Linked DNA regions of Sus scrofa: region 2 is linked to region 1. Evidence: chromatin contacts called from public HiChIP or PLAC-seq data. All regions are on one chromosome and are shown on one strand. Each heading gives the region's core, a stretch centred on a gene start, on an enhancer-like site or on the middle of the called end of the contact. The rest is flanking DNA. Distances are from core to core; before and after follow the strand shown.

Region 1 (5,440 bases), core at 1,524-4,023:
AGTTTCCATTGCTTAATGTGGAAGCCAAGATAGAGTCTATCTTCGTTCTTCTACTCTTTGTAGTAGACAATGACATTAAAAGTCAGAGACGTTTCATATTCATGCTTAAATATTAACATGCTTTTTCTAAGCAATGGAACGTTATTTGTCAAAGGATAGCATTAGCCTTTGCTTTTTTCAGTTTATGGTTCTTTCTGCATACTTTTGGGATTCCCTAATACCCCTCTCCCTTTTTTCTTTTTCTTAAGCTTCAACTGAAAACCTTCCCCTAAAGATTTCTGAGCCTTGTTCACATCATACCCAATTCCATTGGATCTCCTTACTGATTTATAAAATGTCCCCTTTCCTCATATCAGGAACAGAATGCTCTTAAATGCTTCTATAAATACCATCATCTGAACGGATTGGGATCTGTAGAGGTGAGAGAGAAAGATTTACTCACCTCAAATTACCTGAATTAGTGTCAGTGTTCAGTGATTGAAGGAGTATACTAATTTCAGTGTCATTTGCCTCTTTAGAGCTTAGCAACCGCTTCATAGAGGCAAAGGTTAATGACTACATTCAAATGCAATACAATCCAGGGCAACTTACGAATCCCATGTGTGGTTTTAGATGACATAATAGGATGCACTTCTTCCTGTATGTAATGCAATGCTTTTTTCTTTCCTTACTCTCTCTCTTTTTTTTTTTTTTTTTAATGCATTCAAGCTATGTATCTGGCTTTTAACAGTTTAACTTCAGCATGGATTTCATTGTGTTTATTTTACTTAGTATTCATTTGGCATTTTGTACTTGCAAATTTCTGTCTTATATCAAATTTAGGGAATTTTTTTTTTTCCTCAGTGTTTTCTCTGCCCCATTCTCTTTCTTTTCTTTTTCTGGTGTTTCATTTACAAGTGTGTTGGATTGTTTGATATCATGTAGCAGGTCTCTGAGGCTCTGTTTATTTTTTTTTAATTCATTTTTCTCTTTGTTGTTTACCTTGGATGATTTCTTGGACAATTGCTCTACCTTCAAATTCACTTAATTTTTATTCAGTAATTTCTATTCGGCCGTGAAATCCATCCAGTGGATTTTTTATTTACGAACTTGTAAATTTTTTTCTCTTCTGCAGGCCTCACCTGTAGCATATTGAAGTTCCTGGGCTAGGGGTCTAATCAGGGCTACAGCTCAGGACTACAGCACAGCCACAGTAAGGCAGGATCAGAGGGGCATCTGCAACCTATGTCACAGCTTGTGGTAATACCAGATCCTTAACCCACCGAGTGAGGCCAGGGCTTGAATCCGCATCCTCGTAGAGACTATGTTGGGTTCTTAACCGGCTGAGCCACAGTGGGAACTCCTGATATTTTAATTTTCAGTTCCATTTGATTCTTTTTTCTGCTGAGATTTTTTAGTCTCCTGAGAGTTTCATTCACTTAAAAATGCTTTGTTTTACTTCATTGAGGATAAGCTGTAATAGCTACTTTAAAATCCTTGTCAGTTTCAACATCTGATTCATCTCAGAGTCAGACTAGACAGTGTGATACTTTTCCTTGATTTCCATATGTCTGTAGTTTTGAATCGTATCTTGGACTTTATGAATGCTAAATTGTCAAGGTTCTAGACTCTATAGTTTTTCTATGAAAGTTACTTCCTTTGCATTAGCAGGTAATTTTCCTGGCTAAATTTGACCTATAAACTCTTTCTTGGAGGCCAACTCTAGCCTTAGTTCAGATTTTTTGTTTTAAACAGTGATTCTGTTTCAGGTGGTTTAGGATCTGTCAGAGATGTGTGCAGAGTTAGGGGATCCTCTCTCAGGCTCCTGCCCCTTTGGAGATTTCCTAGTCTCCTCAGCATTCAAAGGTTCCTGGCTTCACTTTTTGGATTCTCTAGGTAAGAAAAACTAAGAGTTTTCCCACACGCGCCCCTTCTGCCTTGGAGTCTGTCTCATGGACTGCTCTTAGCTCCAAGCTCAATGCAGAAGAAAGGGGAACTTACTTGTGTGGTTCCTTATCTGCCCTTCTCTGAGCAACCTGCCCTGGCCACCAGGCTTGGTCTGCTTCTGTTAGCATTCCAGGATATTCTGGAAGTTGCTTTTTGTATTATGCCCTCCCCGCTAGGAAGCTACCGGGCTAGGGGTAGAATAAGAGCTGCATCTGCCGGCCTACACCACAGCTCACTGCAACACCGGATCCTTAACCCACTGAGCGAGGCCAGGGATCGAACTGCATCCTCATGGATACTAATCAGGTTTGTTACCAATGAGCTACAATGAGAACGCCTATGCCCAATTTTATAGATGTCTTCTGCTGAGGGATAGTCCAGTAGGGTCTTAGTCTGTCATATTTGGAAGCAGAATTTCCATCCCTGCCTGGCACTTTGTCTCCTGAGAGTCATTTCTTGCCTTGGTTAATCCAACAGCCTCCTAAACCACTCCCTGCTTATACCCTTGCTCCTTAAGGACTCTTCTTCACATTTCAGGCAGAGGGATACTACAGAAACAGAAACTTGCAGGGTCTCCCCATTTCCTGACAGTAAATCCACAAAGTTTAAAATGTCCTGTTCTGCCTGTCTGAAACTCCTCCTCAGCCTTGGCTTCCACGTCACATGCTTAGGCTGGTTTGCATCCTACTTTTCTGACCACTCCTGTTTAGATTCAACAACTCGTGTTTACTCTTGCTCCTCTAATCCTGAAAGGTGGGTCCACCCTAAAAATATGGTTCTTGGCAGTCTGGTCTTTCTCCCTTTTATTTTCTTTTAGAGATCTCATCCACTTCCACACTTTAAGCTTACATGTCAGGGCTCCGAATGAGGCCTTCCTGTTCCCAGGAACTGGAGATCTGGACTCACTGCAGAAGGCGAAGAGACCCTATCCCTGGCTTTCTCAAAAGAGCGCACACAGCGCTGACGGAAGGTAAGTTAAAGGTTTCCGGCCTCGGGGTATTCTTCAACCTTCTTTCGGCCAGCATTTGCCCAGATTTGACTAAGCACCGCGCGAAAGGGGAGCAGGGAGAGTGCGTCCGCGCCGGTTCTAGCTGCGTGTTTCTGAAGATGGGACTGACCGCTTCTCCCGCCCGGCAGCATCTGCGCCCTCCTGCGCCGACGCAGCGCACGACGGGAAAGCGGAACCCAGATGCGCGCGTCCCTGCTTCCAGCCGGGCGCGGAGAGCCGAGCGCGGTGCACACGCGCGCCGCACGGCCGGGCATGGAGGAGCGCCGCGAGTCCCAGCCCACCGCCGGCTCTAGCGCTATGGGCCCGGGAGGCGAACGCGGCGGCGGCGCCCCCTCTTGGGCCCCGGAGGACGCCTGGATGGGCACGCACCCTAAGGTCAGGAGGCGCGAGAGAGCAGGGCACGGGTCCAGGCCCCTACCCCAGAGGGAACCCCCGGGCCGCGCTCCCCTCGGGGCTCTTCACTCCCTGGGGGGTGGGATCGCTGAGTTTCCACCCGAACCTCGCGGAAGGGGACCCTTTACGCTGCCCGCTGCAGGCGGTATTGTTTTCGTTTGTTTAAAAGCGTTGAATTGTTGTTCTGACCGCCCCCCCCCCCCAGGCTGGAGGGACAAAACTTTAAAATCCATCCTCCTCGCCGTCCACCACTAACATCTGAGTTGTGCTCTCTAGGGCTCTGGGCTCTTTCTCGGGCTGGTCTCATTTACTCCTCACAGTAAGCAAACTAAACAGTTTGTGGGCCATGGAAAAGATGTGGGAGTCTACAGTGTTTAAGGTTTAGGCACAGTCCTCGTTTGCTTCTGCTTGGCATATAGTTGCCTTTTACAGCAATGAATGGAAGTGATCGAAGACAAGGGTTTTGTAGGAATGTAGACGCTAGATACTTCGGTCTCGTAACTTTAGTAGGATTGCAGTCTTCTGCTAGAGAGCAGTATTTCATAGATAATCATCTAAAAACAGTGAAGAAGAGGAAAATCTTGAAGGTCTAGGTCTGAAAAAAATTAATCCCTTTTCTTTCCTTTTTTTTTTTTTTTTTTTTTTTGTCTTTTTGCCTTTTCTAGGGCCTCTCCCACGGCATATGGAGGTTCCCAGGCCAGGGGTCGACTGAAGCTGTAGCCACCGGCCTACGCCAGAGCCACAGCAACACCAGAGCCACAGCAACACCAGATCCTTAACCCACTGAGCGAGGCCAGGGATCGAACCTGCAACCTCATGGTTCCTAGTCAGACTCGTTAACCACTGAGCCTCGACGGGAACTCCCGAATTAATCCCTTTTCATCTTCTCTTGATTTTATCCTCCTATTCTGATCCTCTTATTTCCCCCTCAAGGTGAGAAAAACATTAACATGGAGATGTTTTTCGGTGCCAGAAAAAGAACCACAACACGGAGAGGGAGCGTGAACTCAGAGTCACTGAGTTTGAATCCTGGGTTCTGTCACCAGCTTTGTGACTTTTTTTTTCTTTTTTTTTTTTTTTGCTTTTTAAGACTGCACCTGTGGCATATGGTGGTTCCCAGGCTAGGGCTCTAATCGGAGCTGTAGCTGCCGGCCTGTGCCACAGCCACTTCAGATCCGTGCAGCGTCTGCAACCTATACCACAGCTCAGGGCAACACCAGTTCCCTAACCCACTGAGCGAGGCCAGGGACTGAAGCCTTGTTCTTATGGATAGTAGTCGGGATCGTTAACTGCTGAGCCACGAAGGGAACTTCCAGGTTTATGACTTTTTTTTGCTAGTTGTTTTATCTTGTTCCTCAGTTTTCTCATCTGTAAAATGGGCATAGGAACAGTACTAATCTTATGAAGTGGTTATGGGATTAAATAAATTAATAAACACTTGACATATAGTGAACACTACATAAGTATTTATAAGTGAAACATCAGTAGCAAGTTTTAAAAACCTCATCTAGATTTGATGGTATTGTTTAGTTTTCATACTTGGGGATTTTTTTTCTCTTTAAAGTTAATATCTATAGGTTCTAGCTGTTAAGTCTTTTCTCTTGGTTTTTCTTGAAGGACCTAATTGATTACAAAAAAGGGAAGAAAAGATATTGGATGTCTGCTTTTTCAGTTCTGCATTTGTATTATTCAGTTTGAAAATTAATTGGGTCCAACCAGTAACATAGTATTAGTTTTATCATCCTCAAACACTTTTTTGATTATTCCTATACTTAAAGAATTTCCTCATGGATAAAATTCAAACTTTTAGCTTGGCTACTTGGTCCCTAATTGCCTTTACAGTGTCATTTTGAAACACATTTGAGGTTTCAGGAGGACGTTTAATAACGCCCCTCTTTCCTGTTCCCAACACACTTAGGAGCACACTGATGGGAAGGCATGGCCTCAGAGCTGCACCTAGGCAGGTCTGTTGATGCCTCACCTCTGCATTAGCCCTGCTTCCTCACCTGGTCAACGGACACAGCTGGAATACCTGAGGCTTCTCCTGCAGGGCCGGGCCCCTGAAGAATGTTTGCCCCCTGCTAACCAACAAGACTGAAATCAGCACAGCTT
Region 2 (5,440 bases), core at 1,430-3,929, 680 kb after region 1:
TTTGAACAAGTCAAACTTGAGTCTCAGTTTCCCCATCTGCAAAATGGGGATCACATCCGCCTCATTACAAAATAGAGAGGATTACAGAGATAGCACATATAAAGTGCCTGGCACAGGGTAGGGTATTCAGTCAAGCAGTTATCAATGATACACTAAATCCATAAACAGAAAATTTAAGATACTTACTATGGTTTACAGGTAATTCTGTTTTATAGTTGATACTTTATTTTTTCCAACAAGCATCTTTTTTTTTTTTGGCTGCTGGAAGCATATGGAGTTCCCAGGCCAGGATCAGATTCGAGCCACTGTTGTAACCTCAGCCGCAGCTGGAGCAGAGCAGGATCCTTAACCCACTGGGCAGGAAGGGGGATTAAATCCTTGTCCCAGTGCTCCCAAGATGCTGCCAATCCCACTGCACCACAGCAGGAACTCCCAACAAGCATCTTTTATTGCTATTTTATTTAAAAACTAAATCAAGACTCTTGCAACAATTTAAACAATGTGGAAGCCTGCATATAAAACAAAACCTGATGGTTCCACCTCCCCTCCATCCTAACGCGAGGAGGCAGTCATCTTTCAATGTTTTCCTGAGCTTAAACAATTTCTTTCTGGTTTTTGTTTTTTTAAAAACATGGGACAGGGAGTTCCCTGGTGGCCTAGCAGTTAAGTATTCCCTATTGTTACAGCTGTGGCTCAGGTTAGATCCCTGGCGCAGGAATTTCTGCAATGCCTCCAGCATGACCAAAAAAAAACAAAACAAACAAAAAAATAGGATGGCACTAGAGATATTATTCTACAACTTACATCGTTTCTGTCTTGGGAATATATCCCGTAGCCTTCTAAAGTCCTACCTCCTCCTTAATGTCTGAATATTATTCCATAACACGGATGTTCCAAGGAACCAGTTCCATTAGTTCAAAATGCACACTCTTGCACACCTATCTCTAACAGTGTTTTCTGTAGGACAGATTCCCTGAGATGGGATTAATGAACCAAGAGTACATACTGTTTAAATTTTAGTAGACACTGTCAATAAGTTACGGCAATTTACACTCCCATCAGGCTTCTTCCCACATCCCACCTATCCAGTACTCTATCCATGTATTGCGTTTTGTTGATTAACTTGATGGCAAAAAACAAAACAAAAAAAAAAACCCCAGCTATTTCATTTTTTTTAATCTCTCAGATTATAAGACTGAGTAACTTCATGTTTACTGACCATCTGTATCTCCTCTTGTGTGAATTAATTCTAAACACCCTTTGCCCATTTTCTACTGGTTCTTGGCTTATTCCTTATTTGTTTGTGGGACCTATTGTACATTAGGGATAGTGACTCTGGGTTCAATGCTGTACAGATAACTGAAGATTTACGGCTTTCAAGACTAATATGGAGATCCTGATGTGGCTCAGTGGAAACGAATCTGAGTAGTATCCATGAGGACACAGGTTTGATCCCTGGCCTTGCTCAGTGGGTTAAGGATCCACATTGCTGGTGAGCTGTGGTGTAGGTCCTAGATGTGGCTCGGATCTGGCGCATTGCTGTGGCTGTGGCAGAGGCCTGCAGCTACAGCTCCAATTCGACCCCTAGCCTGGGAACCTCCATATGCCGGCGGGTGCGGCCCTAAAAAAACAAACAAAAAAACCTATTAAAACTACTTTGAATAAAAAAGCATAGTTAATTAGGTCTTTTAAATATTGCCATCAAATACTATCCTATTAGGAAAGTGCAAAACAAGAAAACACCACAAGGAAATGGTAAAGTGTTTAAAGTTCAGGTTCCAATGAATACCCCCTTTTCCACAGCAGGTGTAAACATGATTTCCTTAACTACTGTGGGATCAGCAACATTTTCCCAGCTGGGAGCTCACTTATGCGAGAAATCTCACCACGTCCCTGATGAAAGACAACCCGCAGAATTCTCACGCGCAGGGACACGCTGCAGCCCCCTTCACCTGCCACTGACATGGCAGCCGCCTTGACACACCGCGGCTGGCCTCAAGGAGCTTGCACATGTCACCGACGGCCCCAGAGACACCCCGAGAGTCCCCTCGAGATCGCATCGCGGGCGGTGGCCCCGTCCTTCCTGCACCCTGTCCACCCCGCCAGGGTCCTCTCGAGGCAACAGCCGTCCCCATCGCGACAGGAGAGGCCACTGCGCGCCCAGGTCGCAATGACAGGCACCTAACCTGTGGTCAGCCTCACGAGGAAACCCACCCCAGGCTGCCAAGCGCCCTTACCCAAGCCTCTGTTTCTCCTCCCTGCTCATGGGCGCGGCCCCCGCCGTCCACACGGATGTGGCTGACACCAGACAGAGCGCGGCCGTCGCCGCCACCAGGTTCCATGGCGCTCGCTGGGGGACCCGAGACCCACAGCCCCTGCCGCCGCCGGCTCCGCTCATGGCCCCGCGGTTCCGCGCACGCGCAGCTGCTACGCCCGGCCGGTGGGACACATTGCTGGACGCCGGTGGCAAAGGGGCTGCGAGCCGTGCGGAGGGCGGGATGCGGAGGAACGCGAGCGGTCGCCGTCGCCGAACGGTTTCCCGAAGCCACCGAGCCGGTCCCCAGCGCCAGCGCTGCCACCGCCCTCCGCCCTCAGCGGCCCAGAGCGCCTCCCCCAGCTTTCCGGTGTCGTAGTCTAGGAAACCACCTCCCCCGACGCGACTTCCGGGTAGGGCCCCAGACGCTGAGCCTCAGGACCAATGGGGACCGGATCAGAGAGGGGCTGGCTCCGGGGACAGGAGAGGGTATTGGCCAGCAGAAGTGAGACGTGGACAAAAGGCGGGACTGGGGAGGGACCTCTAGCCTCGGCCGTCCTCCGACCCGTGAACTTGAGACCTGAAAACTACCGGTCCCAGCGTGCACTGCTCCCTCCTCGGAGCTCTCGCAGTTGGATCCGCCGGGCTAAAATTCCGGGGTGGGCGCGCTGCACCCTGGGACATGTGGTTCTCCGAGGGGCACGGGCGGTTCCTGCGATCTGGCTTTCCCTGGCGTCTTGCACCAGCCCTCCCTTTGTGGGTTGCATAGTTCCCAGGAACCTGTCAGCTCTTTAGCCTTTTTCCTGCAAATACATTTCCGTGAGTGCCGGCTAGATGAGGCTCACATGGCCTCAGGTCCGTGCTGCACGCCATAAGGAATAGTAGTCCCTAAATGCATACGCTTTTGGAGTTGTCCTCTGCCCTCACCGAGATTGCAAAACGTTAAAGGCAAAAATGAATCGAGCCTTTGACGGCAGTGTGCTGAGAGTTTTCCTTGTAATCGCTCATGTACTCTTGGCAACTTTAATTGGTAAGTACCCCGGTCCCATTTTGCAAACGAGGAAGCTGAGGTCGGAGAACTTAGGTTACAAGCCTCATCTGCTGGGTTAGATTCCAACCAGCTTCTGTGACTCAGAAGTCCTCGCATGTAACCACAAGGGTGAAATGAAGGAGGGCAGGGGAGGCCTCGCACTTGCTTAATAATAGTTATCTTAAAAGCTCAATGTAAGGAAAATAGTGTGAGCTGCAAAGAACGTTTAATAAAGATTGGAAATTGCAATTTATTTTGATCACCCATTCCCACCGATTCACATTGGTAAAATGAGAATTAGGTTCCTCTTGAAAATACACATCGTTTTTCACACGTGGTAATTGAGTGGGTAGGTGTGGAGTTTAGGAGCTTGGATTTGACCTCTATGACCACAGGAAATTGCTTTCTCCTCGTGCCCTCAGCAGCTGAGCTGCCTTTCTGGAAAGTTTCTTCCTTGATTTCTATCACCTTGCATCATCTGCTTTCCTCTCAGACGGACCATTCAGGTGAGATCAATGAATCCTCCGCCTTCATGCCCCCTCTTTGCCTTAAAATGCAGGTGCTTCCTGCATTTTAAAGTGTTTATGTGTGTGCGTTTTTTTCTTTGTACTCTATTCCGTGGTGATTTCTTCCACTTATATGGATTCAAGCATCATATCCCTGTGGTTGATATACATCCTGATTTCTAGACCCACTTTTCCTCCTCCCTAATAGAAATTCCCAAGAGTAAGCTCAAAAGTCATGTGTTCACTGATTCAAATTAATGTCAGTATCATCTTCAACGCATCCTGCTCCTCCACGGTCTGTGCCCAGTCACTTGCCAGTTAGATAGATTCTACTTCTGCTATCACTTTCTTTCTTTCTACTGCTTAGTTTAAGCCTCCATTACCTCTTTCCTGAACTATCACGATGGCCTCCTAAATTATTTCCCTGCCTCCCTAACTTTTCTCTGCATTGCTACTAGAGTTGGCATTTGAGGACATCTACAAACCCCTTGAACACATTATATCCCTTCTACCCCTGCCCTGCTCTGAAATCCTGTGGGAAAACTCACAGGTTCTCATGGTAAATCCTTTTCGGTGCCTTTGCTCACTATTCCCTCTGCTATCCCACTTTTTCTGTAGAATACTCACTACCCATGACGTCTGACTCAGATTCCATCTCCGAGGAATCCTTCCAAAACCTTCCAGCTATTAGACGTCATCCTCCTATTGTATTGTGTGTCTTTATTATTGTGTTTTTCACAGTCAGCCCTGTCCACTAGTTTGTGACTGCTTGGAGGGTATTGACTTTAGCTTATTTCTCTGTATGTTCCAAAACTCATCACTGTGCTTCTGTTAAAAATAATAAATGCTGGATATACTTGTTTCCTTATTCCTTCAGTTTCGTGTCTATAAAGTAGAAATAAGATGGTTTTTATCTACTAATGTGGAGGCTGTGAAAGCACAAGGCCACTTCTGTACAATGTTTAATTTTATCCTTTTTACAGACCTGCATCCCTATGTTGGTTCCATCCCGGATCCTCTTTGGCAGCTTTAAGTCACTAAGTCAATAATACCTGTGGATTGTTCTTGGCTCTGGCACAGAGAACATGGCCAGCTAAAGGTCAACACCAGTCATTCAGTATTTGAAAACTAGGAACAAAGAAAACAGAAAAATAGTCAGTGACCTTCAGCTATATTGAAATGTGGTCAATTATTTGTAGTGAATTATTGGCAATAATTCAATTTTCTTTGCCTTCCTGATGCTCCAAGCCTTTATAAGAAATCAAAATTGACTAGTAACTATCATTGAGAAACAATGTCTTTAAGAAAATTACTGGCTTTTAGTGTGTAGCATTGTCTGGGGATATTTCCCGTAGCTTATTTGTTTTCCAGCTAACATTGCATTTTAAAGTGTGTAATGAGAGCAAAAAACATATTCATAGTTGACTTAATAAGCATCTTTCTCTCCCTACTGCAATTCAGTCTCTAGCCAGTGGTTGAGTCCATTTTTCACTAATCTCTGCAAAACCATAAGGATAAAAGCTATGGCCTAAAAAGCATTGCAGCATAACATATCTAAGTTGGAGCCTGTGGAAATGAAAGAAAAATATGATCACAAAATGTATTTCAAAAAAGAACCCATTTTAACCCTTTAATGGAAATTAAGAAAAA

What was found. HiChIP or PLAC-seq counts read pairs in DNA pulled down with a chosen protein or histone mark.
Region 2: an H3K27ac HiChIP or PLAC-seq map of skeletal muscle shows a contact between it and region 1, with 5 times the contacts expected there. The contact joins the promoter of EDEM3 here to the promoter of TSEN15 in region 1. A contact is called at or near these places in 1 of 5 promoter capture datasets (fetal skeletal muscle), 1 of 47 Hi-C or Micro-C datasets (heart right ventricle) and 1 of 2 datasets of contacts at active chromatin or transcription factors (skeletal muscle).

Annotation. Positions count from the first base shown.
Region 1 is chr9:125,298,016-125,303,455 of Sscrofa11.1, forward strand. TSEN15 (tRNA-splicing endonuclease subunit Sen15) reads left to right here and starts at 2,774. Exons shown (of 9, transcript XR_002335966.1): 1 at 2,774-2,896; 2 at 3,064-3,310.
Region 2 is chr9:125,980,394-125,985,833 of Sscrofa11.1, forward strand. EDEM3 (ER degradation-enhancing alpha-mannosidase-like protein 3) reads right to left here and starts at 2,680. Exons shown (of 20, transcript XM_021102628.1): 1 at 2,238-2,680. The coding sequence starts at 2,398. LOC110262256 (a long non-coding RNA gene) reads left to right here and starts at 2,721. Exons shown (of 3, transcript XR_002347094.1): 1 at 2,721-3,284; 2 at 3,707-3,790.